Regions from separate parts of the Mus musculus genome. Here region 2 is linked to region 1. Evidence: chromatin contacts called from public Hi-C data. All regions are on one chromosome and are shown on one strand. The core of a region is the stretch at or near the end of the contact, and the rest is flanking DNA. Distances in the headings are between cores, read along the strand shown. Region 1 holds the start of Stxbp5l (syntaxin binding protein 5-like). Region 2 overlaps Stxbp5l (syntaxin binding protein 5-like).

Evidence for each region. Hi-C and Micro-C count contacts between places; a contact is called where the count stands out from the background.
Region 2: a Hi-C map of cerebellar granule neurons shows a contact between it and region 1, with 2.9 times the contacts expected there. The contact joins the enhancer-like site here to the promoter of Stxbp5l in region 1. A contact is called at or near these places in 6 of 39 promoter capture datasets (3T3-L1-derived adipocytes, embryonic stem cells, frontonasal cranial neural crest and 3 more), 5 of 484 Hi-C or Micro-C datasets (brain, cerebellar granule neurons, cerebellum and 1 more) and 1 of 9 other capture datasets (liver).

The regions. Positions count from the first base shown.
Region 1 is chr16:37,380,304-37,387,418 of GRCm38.p6, reverse strand. Stxbp5l (syntaxin binding protein 5-like) reads left to right here and starts at 2,461. Exons shown (of 28, transcript NM_172440.3): 1 at 2,461-2,609; 2 at 3,714-3,907. The coding sequence starts at 3,722.
Region 2 is chr16:37,300,086-37,307,200 of GRCm38.p6, reverse strand. The region is part of intron 5 of Stxbp5l (syntaxin binding protein 5-like); the gene reads left to right. Among named protein-coding and RNA genes, the nearest start is that of Stxbp5l, 81 kb to the left of the region's middle. Within about 2 kb of position 2,535, at least 1 of the 459 cell types and tissues checked has an H3K27ac peak or open chromatin away from gene starts, as enhancers often do. A contact at or near this core is called in cerebellar granule neurons, where this site is marked.

The DNA of each region.
Region 1 (7,115 bases), core at 1,212-3,711:
CCTTTCCCAAATGTTTATACAATAACACCCTGTTGCTTTTTAACTCAGGATGGAATGTGCATTCACAAATATTTCATTATGATTCATGTAGTAAGATTCTTTTTACTGTTTCCCAACATACAAGGTGCCTCCTGCCTTTTGTTATCTTATATTCAAGTTAACATATGCTGGATATTCACCATGTATAAGTTATTGTGCTACTGTAGAGAATTGCTAATATTTAAAATTATGCCAGAGAGTCCTAACTATAGTATTTCATTTTATTTTTAATTTTATGTGTGTGTTTATTTAGGAGAATGAAAGCACAGCCCTGCACAAGTTAGACAAATGTTTTACCACCGAGTCACCTTACCAGCTGTTTTAACTTTCTAATATTTATTGGAAACGTGTATATTTTGACACAACATTTCTTCTACTTTTCATACCTATTTGTCATCCCATCTGGACTGCTGTGTGTTTTATAGCTTTTTTTTTTAACTTAGCAGGTTGTTGAATTCCCTTCATGATCTTTGTTAACTTGTTTAATATGCTTTTCCTTTATCAGTTCTGGTTTTTTTTTTTTTTCATAGAATACATTTGTGATAGTATGATGCTTGTGATGAGTGACCTAAGTTTTGTTTGTAAACATTTTATGTCTCTTTGCTGAACTGGAATATCTTCTTCCTTCACTTTTACCAAAAGGCCAGACCTCCACATGCTGTGGGCTTGTTTTCATATTGACCCTTAAGTAGGTAGGTCAAATTTTGCTGAAGCAAAGAAAGCATTCTAAATCCATCACTCTATTTAATAATGGTTAACTCACCAAATCGCCTCCTTTCAAAGAAAAGCTAGACGTAAAAAGAGGAAGAAAATCTTTTAGCTCTCATTAACTCCGATGTTTGGAAATGAACAATGGGCCAGAAAGGAAAAAAAAAAAAAAAAAAAAGGCAACAGGAGACAGCAAAAGACAGGTATTGTTAGGTATCTGATATAGGATTTAGAAGCACTTCAAGATCCAGTTTATAACACATATGAAATTTGTTTCCATACTTATTTTTCACTCCTCCCAAGCATGATAAGTTAGATATCATCTCATAAATCTTTATCTTATAGCCAGTAACTAATCCATTGTCTAAAGCCCTTTGAATGCTCTTTCTAAGAGAAATACTGTGCCAGGTACTAAATTAACTAGAAGCACAAAGTTCTACTCCTTAATGGTTATTAAGAAAATCACTATCTGGGTTTGACCGTGAAAGTGTGAGAGGGTTACAAAAAGAAGTGCTGCAAGTGTTAAGGAGTAGAACATTCAAAATGAGAATGTGAATACCGAGCTGAGTTTCCGAAAATCTGAGCGCGATTTGATCGCCATGGTTTCTTTGCTATTTGCCTGAGTAATTCATAAGGCATTCAAGTCTTCCCTTTCTCCCCTCTCATCTCTGACAGAGAAAGGGATGGGTCTGGAAGTGGTGTTTCATACCTAAGATGTAGGACAGTAAATATTTGGGACGATTTCTAATGATCCCTGTTGCTTAGATTAAAGTGTACAGTTAGTTATGGACCTTGAGCCTTTTACCAAAAGCCAGTCAGGGCTCAGAACTACATCACCTTCTTCACAATGGTGCGATGTTTCTTTTTCCTGTATGGAATAGAGTATTTTCCAAAATGATTCAAATGAGAAAAAAGCTTAAGATGCATCTTGTCATGATTTGAGAGAAATGTTTCCTCAAAAATTTAATTTGTCTATGTGGAGAAGGGGAACGCTGGTCTATTTCCATAGGCTGTATAAAGTAGGCAAATCATTTCCTTAAGATTTGGAAGCCAACATTTCCACCGAAAACCAATTCATTTTGGTACAGATGACTTAATGGAGAGAACTAACAGTTTGTAGGGATTATTTACAAATCTACGTTCAACGCATATAGCAGGGCAGCGAGATCGTCTATTAGATGCACCTGGCCCTGGTGAGCAGAAATAGATTCAAGGGGTGCTGGGGGGTGGGGGAAGGCTGCAAAATAAGCCCGGTCCAAAAGCCGGGTCCACAATACAGTCCAGAGCACGACCTAAGGTAACCCTTTCTGCAGCCTGGGACTCCCGGAGCGCAAGTTCTCAAGCTTGCAAGCATTCTATTGATTCACACTTGCGTCCTTCAACAGGTAGCACCAATTACAGCCCCCAAAGCACGGCGCCAAGGCATACTGGCTAGTATGGCTGTCAATCAAATACATCACCTACTTTCCTAAATGATCCCCTCCTCCTGTCACTGGCTTTTTCTCTGACCTATCCCCAAACTTCTTTCCTGCCTGGAATCCCTAAGACTTAGGTCAGTGGAGCTTGTGATTGGCGAGAGGATGTCCCGCCCCCCTGGTGCCCAGAGTGCCCCGCCCCCGGCGCGAGAGTCTGGGAGGGAGGAGGGTGCGGGCCGACTGGGGCGGGGCCTACCTCCCACGGCGGGGGCGGAGCCTGAGACAGACCCGCCCGCTCGGTTAGGACCTCGGAGAGCGCCAGGCACCAGGACCAGAGGGACCCGAGAAGCGGCCGGATCCGGGCTGGACCTTCGCCCGCCTGTGAGCCTGCAGCCTCCGCGCCCTCCGCCTCACGGGCTGGCCGGCGGCTAGTGGCGTCTGAGGAAGGTGCTAAGTCTGGGGTCCCCAGGGACACCCGTGCTGTCCCATCGCGGCTTGCCCTCACACCTGTGCGCACGCCTGTGTGTGTGTGTGTGTGTGTGTGTGTGTGTGTGTGTGTGTGTGTGTGTGTGTGCCTGTGCAAGAGGGAGAGCGCGCCCGCGCAGCTGTCTGAGGTGCGTGTGGCTTCCCGGCTGTCTGTGAGGGCTCCAGGGCTCGTAGCCCGCGGTGGTAGCCTCAGCGCCCTGCTTGGCTGGGAGGGAGCGAGAGAGCCAGCTCTGCGCGCCCCGCAGGCTGAGGCGGGACTCGGGCCGCAGGCGTCACCGCCTCACATCCCCCGGAGAGCCGCTGCTGTGCAGAGGGGGAGCCGGGCGGGGAGGGGACACGGGAGACCAGAGGCGGGAGAGGGGCAGAAGAGAGGAGCTGGGGACAGGTGGAGGCAGGCGGTCCCCGCTCGCCCCTCCCGTCGGCTGTGGCCGTGAGTCACCGCAGATGTTTTGGGGTCTAGGTTTTTGGGTATATGGGATGGAAAAAAGCCATTTTTTTTCCTGTCCCCTAGTTTCTATTGAGAAAAAGGAAGCTTTGAAGATGATGGGATTGTGTGGGGGGGAGCCCCAAACATGGTGGAAGAGTAAATACTGGTTCCCCTACAACATCGTTTTTTCCGATAATAAAAATTTATGAGTTGACCCTGAAGAAGGAAAGCCCCCCTTTCAGAACAGTCCATAGGGTCTTGGTCTGTTGGGCTCTGGTTTGATTGTATAATAATGATGATATAATGCTAATGACGATGATGACACGGCCTTTTATTTTTACCCCAGTGCTGATAAAGCATAGCTACAGCTGGGGATAAAGCCCTTGAAAATCTGAATGTGCGAAGGAAGGAATACTGTTGCTCTTGGAGTTGTGTTCTCTTTATCTTATAAAGATATCCCTTTTAAAGTTAAAATTTGAGGACATGAAGCCCGAACCCCTCTTCCCCGTCGATTACATCCAATGCTCATAAAATGGGGACTAGCTACTCCTGCCTTGACTAATGAAAAGATAGAGGCTTTTGCCCCGTAAAATTCCATGTTTGTGACCACTTCTCTTTTCCTTTTAATTTTTCGACAGTGTTTAAAATGAAGAAGTTTAATTTCCGAAAAGTTTTGGATGGCTTAACTGCCTCTTCCCCTGGCAGTGGTAGCAGCAGTGGCAGTAACAGTGGTGGGGCTGGAAGTGGCTCTGTCCATCCAGGAGGGACTGCAGGGCTTCCGAGAGAGGAAATTCAGGAAAGCCTGACTTCAGACTATTTCCAGATTTGCAAGGTAAGTTTTGAATTGGCTTTAGGGCCTGTTATATTTCTACTTTACTGTTGTGAAGAAACAAGGAGACACACACACACACACACATACATTTGCAGGGCTGGAAATTGTTGAGACGTCAGTATCAAAGAGCCTAGTACTAAGTTGATTTGAATGAATAAAAACACTTTAGATATTAACTTTGGCATCGGTTTATAAGCAACAATGGTATTTTAAAGAGAAGGAAAAGACACACAAAAAGTAGTATTTCCAAGGTGTTAAAGCCAAATAAGTGGACAAAATACGTTTGTGTATACGTACTAAACTGAAGGAGAAATGACAGCCATTTGGCTTCCTGGGTTTTCATTCTGAGAAACTGTTATTCCTTTTCTCTGTCTAGTTGTAAAATGAATAAGGCTCTCAACATGTTGCTAGAATTAAGTAGATAATAGATTAATGTGCCCAGTGACAGTGTTCTAAAATTCTAGATATTAGAAAAAAAGGGATCTTAGACCCTTGATAAGCATACAAATCCTATGGGCTCAATTCTTGTGAGAACTCAGAATTCCCAGAAAAGCAAAGCAACGTGTTCTGATTCAGAGGAAAACATTTAGGCCATTATACTTTGATTTTGAGCTTCCAATGAACAAGCAGAATTTTGGACAGGGAAAGAAGATGAGAAATAGTAAAAAAAAAAAAATGTAACATTGCTATATAAAGATATTATAGTATTACTTTATGAGATGGTATATTTTCTTCATTGCTCTTTTTGGGTGTTACCTTTCAGTGTAATTTTGATATGACTTATATGAGAAAAAAAACCACCTTTAAGTCATTTGTATGATATAAATGAATATAGTTTTATAAATGTGATTGAATACATAATATAAATACATAATAAGAAAAATCAGGTTAAGTTTCAGTCATTGTCTCAGCTCTTCCTAGAAAGTTTATTATAAAAACATCAAATCTATAGTTATTAGTTTACTTAAGGCCCAAGTTTATTTAGAATTAAATAGATTTAATCAATTGTGTGAAATTTGAATACAATATGAAGTAATAGATATTATATCAGTTAAGGAAGAACTTAATAGCGGTTCTGAAACAAATATGTGAAAGAGCCCTGGAAGCCAAATTTGAATTGCTACACAGGAGAATCATGTCTTGATTATTTATTTCTATTTCCTTTCCCATATTCTGAAAAAAAATCCTAATACCCTCAAGTAATGAACGTGATAGTGATGCAGGAGAATTTTATTTCAGATAAAATTAGTATAGAGCAGGTAGACTCAAACCAGATGGATGATGAACAGTAGAGGCTGTAAAGCAAGTAGAGAAATTTTTAAATGAAATAAATTCAGAGGTATGTATGTGTAAATGCTGGAAATAAAGTGCAGCACACGGTTACCTCCAAGTTTCTTAAGAAAAGAGTGGTCATGACAAGTGGCAGAAGTTAAGTATGGTCTATGTCTGATACATATGGCATGGTAGGAAGGACAATGGCCTATGAATAAGTTTTTTTTTTTAAACATTTTAAGCCCTGCCATTTGCCAGCCATATTATCACGGGCAAGATATGTTTTTCTTCTTGGAACCTTGTTTCCTGCATTTGCAGTATGAGAATAAATATTTCTATTTTCCTTATATGAAAGAAAGCTTATTAGAATTTGAGAAGACAAGACGGTGAAGAGAATACACAGGGTGAGAGGGGTGATAAAATATTTATATTTTTGAAGTTGAAAAGATACCTTGTTTGTTGTAGAACAAATATAGCCATTATAATATACTTTATATTTAGGGTAATAAGTTTCAAATAAACTATGAGGTTAGACAGTTGTATTAGCTATGCAGTAATTGTACTGCAGTCACACCAAGTATGGAAAACACAATAGTATATTTGACTAGGACTACAGTTAATTTAAAAAGTGATTATGTAACTATATTATAGGTAGCATAGTCTATAATGGATATATAAAGTAGATTAAGGAAAAAGCAAAATTAGAGCTGTCATTGGGATGAGGACTTCTTTTAGGCTTACTGATCAAGTGTGCAGAGAAGATTCTTTTGTGAATGATAAGACATCAGCACCTTCTGGACACTTTTATCTTTTTATTGTGGCTAAAACTGAAGTGTAAATCCAGATTCTGTTCCCCACCAAGCCTCCCTCGACCATCTGAATCCTCAGATCCTATTTGCTCTGTGTTTCTGAATTTTGTGCCATTTCCCATCCCCGGTACTCATTCCTTGCATCTTACTTTCTTGATTTGTGTCTTGAAAATACATTCTGATCTATCCTCACTTCATATTTTACCTTATTATACTTCATTTTGTTGTAATAATGTGATTACCCGAATGCAATGTGATTTGTTTGGCAGGAATTCTATGTTAGTTTCCAGAGAGCAGTAGTTCTCTAGAAACAAAAGTCTTTTGTTATACTCCAGTAAAATCAATTAAGACAAATAAATGTGATGTTTTATTAACTTAAGTTTATTTGATGAATTATAACAAGCTGTACTGCCAATCAATACTTTTTTTTTAAATTTTGTGTTTTGTGTAATACTCTTAGGCAGGTATAGGGTATTTGTTGATCTTAAGGAATGTAAAGCTAAGTTCCTCATAATACATGGAAAATGCTCAGGAGTAGAGAGACAGGCTAACATACCAGTTTATTGTAATCTTTTAGGTTCAGTATGTGCCCTTGAGTGCCCACTGCCTCAGCTATTCGCAACATACACCAACTACTCCTCTTGAATTTGAATTTTGTGAAAATTACTCATCTTGAAAACACTGCTTTATACATTAAAACTTAATCTTTTTAATCTTGATTTTTCATATGGTTCTCTTCAGAAAGGTGCCCTGTTTACCTTCCTAACTCTATCTATTTCCTTGGTTCCCTTGGCATATTACACTGCTCCAAAGCATCACATTGTCATGTGCAGTGCTTGTCCATGACTTCCTTTAGAATAATTATCCCAGATGTACAGTTGGAGAACTCTCAGTTAGCCTTTACCATATAATTTAATGACAACCTCTGTGAGACCAGTCCTGACCACTGCCTCTGTTCACTTTATCTTTTAAAATGTTTCTGCCTTTCCAGTGTAAAATCTCTGAAAAGCAAATGCAGTGTTTTGCTTTTATATCTCAGTTAGTTGCTTTGAATGTCCACTGTTGACAGACTAGTGGCACTCAATGAGTTCTTGCCTCTTTCCGGTGTTAAAGAACCAAAATATCCA
Region 2 (7,115 bases), core at 1,286-3,785, 80 kb after region 1:
TCTGTTCTTGTGGCTGTCTTCTTTTAGTTTTGTTGAGGGATTATCTTCTTGTTATTTCTAGGGCGTGGTTCCCGTCCTTGTATTGGTTTTTATCTGTTATTATCCTTTGAAGGGCTGGATTCGTGGAGAGATAATGGGTGAATTTATTTTTGTCGTGGAATACTTTGGTTTCTCCATCTATGATAATTGAGAGTTTGGCTGGGTATAGTAGCCTGGGCTGGAATTTATGATCTCTTAGTGTCTGTATAACATCTGTCCAGGCTCTTCTGGCTTTCATAGTCTCTGGTGAAAAATCTGGTGTAATTCTGATAGGTTTGCCTTTATATGTTACTTGACCTTTTTCCCTTACTGCTTTTAGTATTCTATCTTTATTTAGTGCATTTGATGTTCTGATTATTATGTGTCGGGAGGAATTTCTTTTCTGGTCCAGTCTATTTGGAGTTCTGTAGGCTTCTTGTATGTTCATGGGCATCTCTTTCTTTATATTTGGGAAGTTTTCTTCAATAATTTTGTTGAAGATGTTTGCTGGTCCTTTGAGGTGAAAATCTTCATTTTCATCCACTCCTATTATCCGTAGGTTTGGTCTTCTCATTGTGTCCTGGATTTCCTGGATGTTCTGAGTTAGGATCTTTTTGCATTTTCCATTTTCTTTGATTGTTGTGCTGATGTTCTCTATGGAATCTTCTGCACCCGAGATTCTCTCTTCCATCTCTTTTATTCTGTTGCTGATGCTGGCATCTATGGTTCCAGATTTCTTTCCTAGGGTTTCTATCTCCAGCGTTGCCTCACTTTGGGTTTTCTTTATTGTGTCTACTACCTTTTTTAGGTCTCTTATGGTTTTGTTCATTTCTATCACCTCTTTGGATGTGTTTTTCTGTTTTTCTATAAGGACTTCTACCTGTTTGGTTGTGTTTTCCTGTTTTTCTTTAAGGACTTGTAACTCTTTAGCAGTGTTCTCCTGTATTTCTTTAAGTGAGTTATTAAATTCCTTCTTTATGTCCTCTACCATCATCATGAGATATGCTTTTAAATCCAGGTCTACCTTTTCAGGTGTGTTAGGATGCCCTGGACTGGGCGAAGTGGGCGTTCTGGGTTCTGATGATGGTGAGTGGTCCTGGTTTCTGTTAGTAGGATTCTTATGTTTACCTTTCGCCATCTGGCAATCTCTGGAGTTAGTTGTTATAGTTGTCTTTGTTTAGAGATTGTTCCTCTGTTGATTTTGTTACCCTCTATCAGCAGACTTGGGAGACTAGCTTTCTCCTCTGAGTTTCAGTGGTCAGAGCAGTCTCTGCAGGCAAGCTCTCCTCTTTCAGGGAAGGTGCACAGTTATCTGGTGTTTGGACCTCCTCCTGGCTGAAGATGAAGGCCCAAAAGAGGATCTTTCCCAGAAGCTGTGTTGCTTTGGCCAGGAAGGTGGCCGGTTGTCTGGAGCCAAAGATGGCGCCGCCTCAGAAGCTCTGTGGCTCTCGCCTGTCTCAGAAATGGCTGGCCTCTGTATTCCACACCGTCACCCGTGCAGCCTGCCCTCTGCGGAGTCCTGGAGCCAAGGAGGCTCCCGCCGGAAGAAACCTCTCGGGCTGGTGGACCCCTGTGCACTCCTTTGAAGTTCTTTTAAAAAGTTTATTCACTTTACATCTCACTCACTGCCCCTCCTTTTTGTGGTGTACCCTCCCACAATCTTTCCCCCTTCCCCTTCTCCTCTGAGTAAGCAGAGGCCCACTCTGGGTATCCTCTCACCCTGGCATATTAAGTCTCTGTGGGGCTAGGTGCATACTCTCACACTGAGGTCAGACAAGGCAGACTAGCTATAAGAACATATCCCACATACAGGCAACTTCTTTTGGTATAGCCCCTGCTCCAGTTCTTTAGAACCCACATGAAGACCAAAATGTACTTCTGCTACATATATGGGGGGAGGTCTAGGTCCAGCCCATGTATGCTTTTTTGTTGGTGGTTCAGTCTCTGAGAGCCTCAAGGGTCTAGGTTAGTTGACTCTGTTGGTCTTCCTATGTAATTCCTATCTCCTTTGGGGCTGCAATCCTTCCCCCTATTCTTCCATAAGAGTCCCCAAACTCTATCCACTTTTTGGCTGTGGGTCTCTGCATCCTTCTGAGTCAGCTGCTGGGTGGAGCCTATCAGAGGACAGCCATGTTGCGCTTTTGTCTGCAAACTTAACACAATATTGTTGTGTCAGGGATTGATATTTGCCCATGGGATGGGTCTCATGTTGGACCAGTTATTGTTTGGCCATTCCCTTGTCTCTGCTCCATCCTCCATATCTGCATTTCTTGTAGACAGCATAAATTTGGGGTTGAAAGTTTTGTGGGTGGGTTGGTGTCCCTATTGCTCCACAGGGATTCCTACCTGGCTAAAGGAGGTGGCCTCCTCACTGTTGCGAGTTACCCCTATTGATTCACAGAAGCCTCCCTTATCATAGGTCTCTTTCAAGTCCTTGAGATGCACCCCACCTCCCTACCCCAGTCAATTACAGAGTTCCATTCATTTTCATGGCCATCTGGCCATCTCAACTGTCTCTCCCCATACCTGATCTTGAGCCCTCCCCATTCCCTTCCCATCTGTTTCCCACACATTTCCCTCCCTCTGTCTGCCTCCTGTGACTATTTTATTCCTGTTTATTTTTCAATAAGCACAAGGCAATGTATCAGATCTGCAATAGAGGAAGCAAGCAGCCCTGAAGGGCCTGTGTTGCCAAGCTTTATGTCAGTTTGACCCAAGCTAGAATCATTTGGAAAGGACTCTCAGTAGAGAAAATGCCTCCTTAAGATCAGGCTGAAGGCAGGCACACAGTGCATTTTCTTAATTAATGATTGATGTGGGAGGGAACAGACCATTGTGGGTAGGGGCACCCATTGGCTTCTGGTCCTGGATTCTATAAGAAAGCAGGCTGAACAAGCAATGAAGTACAAGCCAGTGAACAGTGCACATTCATGACCTCTGCATAAGTTCCTGCCTCCAAGTTCCTCTTGATTTCTTGTTCTGACTACCTGGATGATGAACTTATGATAAGTTATGCATATAATTTTTTAAAAATCTGAACCTGCTGGTATACAAAGTGCAAATGATTATTAATTTATTTTGAAACATAAACATTCTCCCCCCACCACCTTTTTCTCCCCTTCTCTTTTTCTCTCTTTCTCTTTTCCTGAAGACCATAGAATCTCTGTATCACCTCCTTTTAAATACAATATCATGTCTAAATATATATTTTTTAAAAATTTATTTATTTATTATATGTAAGTGCTTTGTAGCTGTCTTCAGACACCCCAGAAGAGGGCATCAGATCTCATTACGGATGGTTGTGAGCCACCATGTGGTTGCTGGGATTTGAACTCAGGACCTGCTGAAGAGCAGTCAGTGCTCTTTACTGCTAAGCCATCTCTCCAGCCCCCAGTCTAAAAATAATTTTATCAGTTATTTTTCTCATGCCCAAGACAAAACATCTGGCGCAAAGCAACTTATGGAACGAAGGGTTTATTTTGACTTTGGATTTGAAGGTTCAGTCCATCGTAACGGGGAAAGCATGGCAGCAGGAGCATGAGAGAGCTGGTCTTTTGTTTCCACAGTCAAGAAACAGATAAATGCTGGTGCTTAGCTTGCTTTCTTTCTCTCTTTCTCTCTCTCTTTCTTTCTTTCTTTCTTTCTTTCTTTTCTTTTCTTTTTTTTTCTTTCTTCCTTTTGATTCAGTCTGGGACCCAGGCCCATGGAATGATGCCACCCACATTCAGGGTAGGTCTTCCCTCCTTAGTTAAACCTCTCTGGAAATGCCATCATCGACACTTCCAGAGGCATATTGTCTAGATGAGTTAAATCCAGTTAGGCTAACTGTGAAGATGACGGGTTAGCTCATAAATTTAACCCATTTTAGAAGAACTAGTCTTTTAATTCTAGCTCAAATATGAGTTTGTTTTGTAACTTCCTTATACACTATTCCCAACTGTATCTTCTGTAGCTATAGAAGATATGCAGTCTCTCTTCTAAAAGATTGTTCAAACTACCAGTTAATAACATTGTTCCTTGCTTTGATAGCACTACTAACCCTAGCATACTTGCATGCTATGATTTTCAAATATTTTTCTAATCCAGGAACCATTTTCTAGATGTAAACTCTAGTTGATCAATAATGTTTAAACTTATAGCATGTACATTTAAGAACAAATGGAAATATTATATAATACATGGACAGCATGAATGAATATAAAACAATTAATGTATAATTTTGATTTTAGGGTGGAATTATTGATTATTATTGAACTTAAGGACCAGCAAAACTCATTTTTTTAATTTGAGCCTTTTGTTAAACCAACTTTCCATTACTATATATGTACTAGTTGATGCTTTTCAGAACTAAAATTCAGAATATCCTTAATATAATATTTATTATATAAATTTTCACTCCATGGTACCAACATGTATAATTATATGACAACTGAATAATTAAACACCTTGATATCTTTCTCACAGTAGACAAGAAAATGATCAACTGAAACTTTTTCCCTTCTGATAACTGCTTTTACTTAATATGATGTAATGAATTAACAATTTTTAAATTTGAGTAAGAAACCATAGAGAATGTAATCCTTAGTGAGTATAATATAAAATCCTCACCTTATAACTGACCTCTGTCAATAAAGTAAAAAGTTACAAGTCATTAGGCTACTAATTGGTTTTAGAATAGGTAAAAATCAACTAACAGCTTAACATGATAACCAAACTCTATAACCCAAACTTCAAGACTCTAGACAGGAAGATTGCTGTGAGTTTAAGGTCAACCTTGGATATATTTGGAACCCATATTTTAGATGACCTAAAGAAGAAAAAAAAATCTGGCAATAGTCTATAAAACATTGTAATTTAAAATGCAATGAGGAAGTATTAGGATAGGCTGTGTATCTGATTTGATTTTATTTGTATATATGAAATAAAATAATACAACTATCATTTAGTTTTTCTAAATATTTTCTTAAATTTTAAGTTTCCAAAGGGGTACAGATACACTGTATAAGTTTTGAATCTCCAACATCTAGACAGGTACATTTTAACCATAAAGTGTTTATTCTGTTAATTAATGTTATATGTGCTAGTCATTATTTCTAGTGTATTTTTGGCAATGTAAATTGAGAATGCATAATATTACATGAAACATTTTGATCATATGTATTTCTTGCTTGTTCCAAGTAATAATATATTGAAAAAATAGCATAAACATGCTATGGTTTCCATAAAAAGTTAACCATTTAAGGAAGTTTCTGTTATAATTTCAGCAAATTTGTATGAAACTACATAGCCAAATAAAAATAGAAAAATTAATGTTTAGATTCCATGTAGTGGCATGCATAGCTAATGCGGTCCATGCCTTATTCTAGGCATAAGACTATGCTGCTGTAGCACAGTTCTGCTTTTTAATGTGTGTGCTTTCTGTGGCTATTTTTGTACTACTGTATAAAAGTTGAGAAGCTGTAAGACAAACTGTGTGGTATTTAAAGCTCAAAATATTTGCTGTATTTTAGTATTTCACAGAACAAGTTTAATGTCTCTAATTGGTAAGTTACCTAATAGTTGCAGAAATTTAATTTAGTTTGAGTTATGTTAGACGGTTCCCCAAATAATGACAAGTGATTGAGTAAGGTTTTTATTTACACATTAGTTGACTGATAGTTCATTAAGACTATGAATAAAATTTAATTGAATATTAATTCATTTTTAATTTGGTCTTTTGTATAATAGTTCTAGATGGTATAGTTTATTTTAAATCAACTATACCATGAGGTTGTTTTACTTAAGGGACATTTTCTATTTTCTTTTCTTTTATGGGTTAAATGTTTCACTAAAGTTTCTGCCTATCAGCATTTTGGCTCATGAGACTACAGGGCTCACAGGGATGCTATCTCCTTCTTTACTGACTTGTTTTTAAAATTCTTGTCATTTTCTTCCTTAGTATTCTTCTCCCTCCCCCCCTTCATAATTTTATTTTTTAACTAGTTTTAGGGAACCACATAGCCACATCCCTTCTACCATAACAGTAATTTAAGCTCCTATCCTGAAACTTGAAGAGTAAAAAGTAATCAACCACAGAAAATGCCTCTTCCCTTCTGTTCTGTAGATTGTCTGATAAAACTTGCCGTGTAAAGTCTGAGCATGGCTAAGACTCACCTGGTATTTCATTCATAAAGTGCAGTTTGTGGTTTAGAAAGTCTGAAGTGAAGCCTTAGTGTTTGGGTTTGAGGTAAGTTTGTAGCTAGTATTGATGCTGCTGGTGAATGGACCTTTACTTAAGAAGCAAAGACTGATGCTTTTAAAAATATGAAGAAAAAAATCAGTCTCTTAAGCACCATTCATACCTAATGAATCACCATTTCTGTGGCTATAATCTTAGAACATGCATTAAAATTAGGTATTTATTACCCTAAAGATTTAAAATATTGGTATATATTAGTGGATGTGCATCAAGAGCATTCCCAAACAACTTTAAAACAATATTAGTAGATATTATCTCCAAAACATTTGAAACCAACTATGATGTTTTGTTGTTTGCACATGCAGCTGATTATTCACTGTATCTAAGTTAGATAGTGCAATTATAAATATTCTTTATGAGGCTAAGATCTTAGTTGGATTAACAAAGTCATTCTGCCTAAAACTCAAGAATTTACTAACAGCTACATGAGAAATAACTCCCAATAAGCTATATTAGAATTCATTGCAAAGAAGACCTCCTAAGCCAAACTATCCCAATGAATTTCTTTTGTTTTTATTTATTTATTTATTTATTTATTTATTTATTTATTTATTTATTTATTTTTGAGACAGAGCCTCTCTACATAGCTAGGCTGGCTGGCTGGCTTCCAACTCATGAAGATCTGCCTGCCTCTGTCTTCCAACTGCTGTGATGAAGAACATTCAACACTATGCCTGGCCCCACAGAATCTCTTATAGAACAACTGCAATGATTTTATTTTAAAAGTACTTTTTTGCTTATGAGTTATGACAATGTTTCTTTTTAAAAAATATTTCTATTTACACCCCAAATGTTGCTCTCCTTCCAGCCACGCCCCAGAGTTCTTCACATCATCTTCCCTCCCCTTTGCTTCTGAGAG